Regions from separate parts of the Mus musculus genome. Here region 2 is linked to region 1. A link is a contact called in public HiChIP or PLAC-seq data. All regions are on one chromosome and are shown on one strand. The core of a region is the stretch at or near the end of the contact, and the rest is flanking DNA. Distances in the headings are between cores, read along the strand shown. Region 1 overlaps 3110039M20Rik (RIKEN cDNA 3110039M20 gene). Region 2 has its middle 110 kb from the start of Gm34523.

The links. HiChIP or PLAC-seq counts read pairs in DNA pulled down with a chosen protein or histone mark.
Region 2: an H3K4me3 HiChIP or PLAC-seq map of stem cell-derived neural progenitor cells shows a contact between it and region 1, with 7 times the contacts expected there. The contact joins two enhancer-like sites. A contact is called at or near these places in 4 of 39 promoter capture datasets (the HPC-7 cell line, cranial neural crest, embryonic stem cells and 1 more) and 7 of 115 datasets of contacts at active chromatin or transcription factors (embryonic basal ganglia, embryonic forebrain, embryonic hindbrain and 4 more).

What each region holds. Positions count from the first base shown.
Region 1 is chr12:49,399,647-49,402,591 of GRCm38.p6, reverse strand. All of the region lies in intron 2 of 3110039M20Rik (RIKEN cDNA 3110039M20 gene), which reads right to left. Among named protein-coding and RNA genes, the nearest start is that of 3110039M20Rik, 11 kb to the right of the region's middle. Within about 2 kb of position 1,456, at least 122 of the 459 cell types and tissues checked have an H3K27ac peak or open chromatin away from gene starts, as enhancers often do. A contact at or near this core is called in stem cell-derived neural progenitor cells, where this site is marked.
Region 2 is chr12:50,331,902-50,334,846 of GRCm38.p6, reverse strand. No RefSeq gene overlaps it. Among named protein-coding and RNA genes, the nearest start is that of Gm34523, 110 kb to the right of the region's middle. Within about 2 kb of position 1,451, at least 8 of the 459 cell types and tissues checked have an H3K27ac peak or open chromatin away from gene starts, as enhancers often do. A contact at or near this core is called in stem cell-derived neural progenitor cells, where this site is marked.

The sequences.
Region 1 (2,945 bases), core at 207-2,706:
TGGTTATAAAAATATGTTTATGATATTCAAAAGATAAGTGTTATTCTAAAGAACAAGAATCATTAAATGATGCAAAAGACACAACAAAGAAAGTGAGTCAGTTTAAAAAGTGTCCAATTGTAATAGAGCAGCAGGAGAAGGTAAGAAATCTTGTCGTTTCTATGAGAGATTAACTTCCTTTTGCAAGGTATTCTTCACCTCTTATTAAAGAAGTAAATTTGTTTTCAAAAGACAGCAAAATGTAAAGGAAATGCCTTAAGATTAACTTCATCATCCTAAAATTCAAAGCATATATATATATATATATATATATATATATATAACCAAGAAAAATATTTCCAAAACTTTAGCCGCTCCCCTTGGGGGCATAGCTTCATAAATAACACCAAGATAACACATATGTGTTTATCTGCCTTTCAGCTGAGTAAGGAAAAAAAAAAACTGCACCCTCAAAGTGAGGGCATCCTGTCTAAGGAAGCCATCCCTTACCCAGCCATTTACTGGGAAGGCTTAAGTGCAGACACTGGTCTAGGCCCCAATGAAGGAAGAGGTCTAAACCTCAGCTGCTGGTGTGAATCCTGGGCCCGCGGTGGAGAAAGGGGCAAGTGAAAAGGTCTGAAAAGTCAGAAGTGATTTCCTTCTCGTTGGGCCTTTTCTTTCAGCCTTGAGCTCCCTTCTGCTCACTTAGGAAGTGAAGGCATTTAAAGAAAGCCGAAACTATATATAAACAACTGGAGAGGAAAAGTTTAAGACATCACCACCAGCCAGGAGGAAGGAGCCTCCCGGTGCCCAAACCACCCTTCAGCCACGTGACTGTTGTGAGAAGAGAGAGAGAGGAGCGAACCCCCCAGGCCGGGGACCGGGCTGGCCGAAGGTCCGGTGAGGACCTGCGGAGGAGGGGCGGTGCCGCTAGACGACCGAGAAGCCCGCCGCCGGAGGGTTCCAGGCCCCGGCGGCGTCGCCGCAGGCCTTCTCCGGGCGCCCGCTCCGGCCTTTCCCAGCGGTTCCTCCTTGCGGAGCCCCGGGCACGCGGCCGGAGGGTCTCCCGGCACTTGGCAGACAGCGCCAGGCGCCTTAGCGAGCTGCGTCCGAGCTCGGGGAGCCAGGGCTGGAGGATGGCTGGGTTCCGCCGCGAGGGTCCTTGGGTCCAGGGACCGTCCAGCGCCAACAGGCCGGGCCGGGAGGCTCCCCAAGGGCCGCGAGGAGAGCGCGGAGGCCCGGCCGGACCGTGGAGCCCGGCGCCCTGCTTCCCGAGGCGCGGTAGAGCGCAAGAGCGCGCGGGCTCGAGTCGCGCCACGCTTTTCAGTCTAAACTGGGAAGAAGATTGTTCCCGAGGTTTTGTTTATCCAGAGACTGAAAAGGGAGAAACTCAAGTCTGTTGGCGTCTTCCCTCGCCCCGCCCTACCCTGAATTAGTTTTGAAAAGCCTGCCCAGCGCAGGAGGGGATGGAGGGAGCAACCCCTTTCCTTTCAGCAACCCTCTCTCTCCCGCCCTCAGTCTCCACACACCCTTCACTAGCTCGGTTCAGGAGTTCGCACAAAGTCCGCCAGAGGATCGCCAAGAGCCCCTATTAACTAAGCCCCAGTAGATGATTGGCTTATGAAAATGGAAGTAGAAAGTCGCTTGCTTGTCACGGTATAATTAAAAATCACTCCCCTTACTAGTCTTAATAGTCAGGGCACTTCCACCACATTGTTTATAAGCTCCGGTAGGATCTAAAGTGAGAAGAGATTCCAGACGAAGTTGCTACTACAAATCCTCCACCTCAGTATTATAGAAACTTCACTTCCATTCCCAAAGGCCAAGCCTAATGACCCCAGGGGTCTGCCAATGGGTCTGTTGCCTGCTTACCTGGAAAGGGAAAGCAGTCAGGGCTCAGAATCTGAACTCAGTATCCTAACTACATGTGGTTATTGACAAAGGGAGGGGGAGAGTGGAGGAGGGAAATGGAAAGGAAAAACAGGGGGAAAAATGTGTTCATTTACACATTTCCTGTGCAGAACAAAAAAGTCCCACCATCAGCAAAAGAAGCCTTTTCCTCCAAAATAGCAGCCAAAGAGGGAAAATTAGAATATGCATAAAACTCCTTCATTTTCATTTGCACAGAGCATGATTTCCGGCACATTCGATGTAAGCTGCGCGATTAATCCCATCGCCTAAACAGTATTTCACTTAGCATCTTTCCAAAACTCACCTAAAGAAAATTACCATCTTCCCACGACCCTTTTTGAGGTACCATTTCCTAGTGTGTCTGCCAATGAGAATTCCCTTGATGGGGTTATAAGTTGGGGTTTCCTAGCCATCCTTTCCTCATTAACTGCGCTACTACACCAGAGCCCCATTTTCCTGAAAGCTAGCTGCCGGCTGTGAAGCCAGGGCTGGAAGCCACAGCCTAATGGAAAGTGTGTTTTAAAAGACAATAAACATGCATTTTTTTTATCCTCTTGCGTCCTGAAAAATCTTTCAAGTTAGCAGTAACCAAGACCTTTGCACATAGACACCTCTGAGCATCTGCCTGTCCTCAAGAATAAAAGAGAATTGCACAACCTTACTCAGAGCAATGCTGTGCCTCGCAAATATTCAGCCAATGGAGCCACTAAATCCCCACAGCATAACCTTCATGTTTTGTTTTGCCAGTTACAACAGATCTGGTTGCACCCTCCTTGAAAAAATTCTTTGTTGGGAAAAACCGTTAGCAACATTTGAAACAATTCATTCTTTTTGACCTGGACTTACTCCTGCCTGTGAAAATGTATGTTTCTTTTATTTAATAGAGTGTGAATAATGGATGGAATTTGTATGTCTTGGCTTACTGCTAAAAGAAAAGCTTCATTCCAGGAAACTCAACTCTAATTCTTCACTCCTCCATGTCCCAGTATGGAAGAAAAATCTATATTTGCTCACAATATAAAGATGCATCTGCAAAGATTTCCTTCAGTATCTGC
Region 2 (2,945 bases), core at 202-2,701, 930 kb before region 1:
CCAGTAGCCTCCAGAGTTGTGCTAATCTCTGCCACCAGTTCTGGGGTTACACATGCAGGCAATACTTACCCAGGCTTTGTGTGGGTGCTGGATACTCAAACAGGAGTCTGCATACTTGTACAGTTACCCACTCAAACATCTCTTCAGACCCTCAGGTATCTTAATTTTCTACAACACTTTTTTATGTTTCTTTCCTTTAATTTCTACGTTTACAACTCATAGAATAAAATTCTCAATTTTGGATCATCAGCAACTATCTTCTCTCAAAACTTTCAATGCTTTCCAGTATAAAACTGATGGATTTCTCTTAGAGTGGAAGTGAAAACCGCAAATGATATAGAAAAAGCCCTGGTATCCATGGAAGTCCTATAATCCTACATGGGTTACAAAAGATTAAACGGAATAATTCATATAAAACTCTCACAGTCTAGTGGCCCAGGGAATTAATGAAGCTTTCAAGAGTGGCATTTATTGTTAGTCATTCAACAAGTATTTTTCATGACCTTCAATGTACTGGTACACAGAAGTTGAAAAGACCCATATTCCTCTAAATCTTTACTCCTCCAATGCGATTCCTCTGTCTACTTTTATGGAGTACCAGGAAGGAAATGAACTTTGAGACTCACAGTCACAGGTTTTCTAACATCAAGCTTTACTGAATGAACTTAGGTAAATTCCTATAAACAATATTACTCTCACATAGCTTAGTGAGCATAAACAACTAGAGAAGTTGACTGCCATAACTTCTTCCTATTGTGGAGTTCAGGAGAGGATATCTGGTCTACCAGAGCTGGCGTTACAGGTAGTTTTTAGCCACCAAACTTTAATGGTAGGAGCCAAACTCTGATCCTCTTCAAGAGCAGCATACATGCTTTTAACTGCTTGATCCATCTCTCTGCCACAGGATATGATGGTTTTATTCATCTCAACATTTGAAAAAGGCAAGATAGCTGGATCATGTGGTCAACTGTCTACATTTTCTAATTCTCAGAAATAATGCTGTTGAGAAATAACAAAAAAAGAAAAAAATGTACTCTTCTGTGGTTCTCTTTTGTGTCCTGCGTTATATCCAGGAGGTTAGTTATAGGTAATTTCTTTAAATGACTATGAAGAGCCAGCCCTACTGATTAAATAATATGTTGGAGCAAGACACACACAGCATTCAAGAAATAAAAGAACCATTGTATCTCATGTTGTTTTTGAAAATATTCTTTTGGAGTTATGGAGACTGGTTTGTTCTGAAAAATTAGTTTGAATTTCACTTAAGAAATGTAGTCTAAATGACCTCAGTTTTCAAAGAAATTCAAATGGATTTTCTCCTCTTAATTTTGTTCTCACACTAGAAAATGTCTTGCATTGTCAGCTGACTCCTGAGTTACCACTGAGTGTCTCCCATGCGTGAAAGGCCCTCTGGATGCTTTCCAGGAGTTTTGTCCCACTTCGTGTTGAATCAGAGGCATAGGAGGACACATTTGCATAATAATATAGAAAGAAGAATGAACTTGATGTGAACAGAGTAAAAGGTCCCGAGGAAGTCACATCAGTGGATAGATAGAGAAACTCACGTAGTCTGGGCTATATTGAGCTTGATTATCTATGACTTCAAAGACCAGGACAATGTCACACTCTGCCATAAAATGAGTAGTGGCAGTTATTTTACAATGGGAATATTCTAATCATTTATTTTGTATTTGGTAAAGGAAAAAAATTAAATTTTTGATTGGATTCAAGAATTGAAAACTACCTTTAAGTTAATGTTCACAGAGAGATAAAATGTCTTCTAAGAAGGTCAGGGTCTATATTTAGCTGGAGATACCTTCAATACTTCAATACTTCAAAAAGTGTATTCTTTTATGATCAGCATGAATTTCTCCCTCCTATCTGGGTCTTTCCCTTCAGACTTACAACTAAGCTAGGAACATCTCAGAGGACATACAGTCTGGAACTGTGCTCCACAGAAAAACTGCAAAGTAAGCTACATGGACTTCATAAGATTGTAGCTTGTGTACACACAGAAACAATCATTAGAATAATTATCTTTCGACAGACCAATATTTCAAATCCTAATTACAAATTTTAGCCTCATTAGCACATTGTTTCATTTTATAACTTGGCTACCACATTTTATTGTTACAATTCATTAAAAATAAAATGAAAAATGAAGACAATCATAAACTTCATAGCAAAAGCAAAAAATAGCTGCCTAATTAATAACAATGCTTTATATTCACATAGCAGCTTCCCTTTAAGGCATTCAAAACATTTCACAACCATTCTCTCATTAATCTTATGGAGACTGCTATACAAATAGTTTCTTAGATCTCTTGGCTAAGGAAATTGATACACTAAATAGCTTGTTTCTAAGTGTTTTATCTTGATGAGAAAATGAAGTAAGCTATTAATACACATCTGTTACAATCTTTAAGCTAAGGTACCAAAAAGTCTGCTGTACATGTCTGTAAATTGTAAAATGTGCAGTTCAACACCACGCATAAAAGCCTCGGTCACTCTAAAGCCCTTCCTCGTCCTCTTTGTCCTCTTAAAATAATGCCTTTGAAGAACATCTATGTTGCTGACTGGATCAGTACTTCATTTTTGCGCGCGCCCAACTGGCCAGGAAGAACGACGCTGCAACAGGACCCTTCTGCAAACGTTTATTCAGTCCTGTTTCTTCTTGTTTATATCTCCCTTGTTTATATCTCCCTTGTTTATCTCCCTGGGCCTCTCACTCTTTTATACTCTCAGTTCCCATCCACGCACGCAGGCCAAGCCACCTCCCCAGGCATGCAGCTTCAGCTAATCAGGGCAGCAGGGGTATATCTCCATCAAAATGGATTCACCGGTATCCTGGTACACCTGCGAAGCTCTCAAGATGTTTGTGGCTTATATGAGGAAGTCAGGTGCAAGTCATACGACTTAGCTGCAGTCCCTGGCGCCTTTGGTAC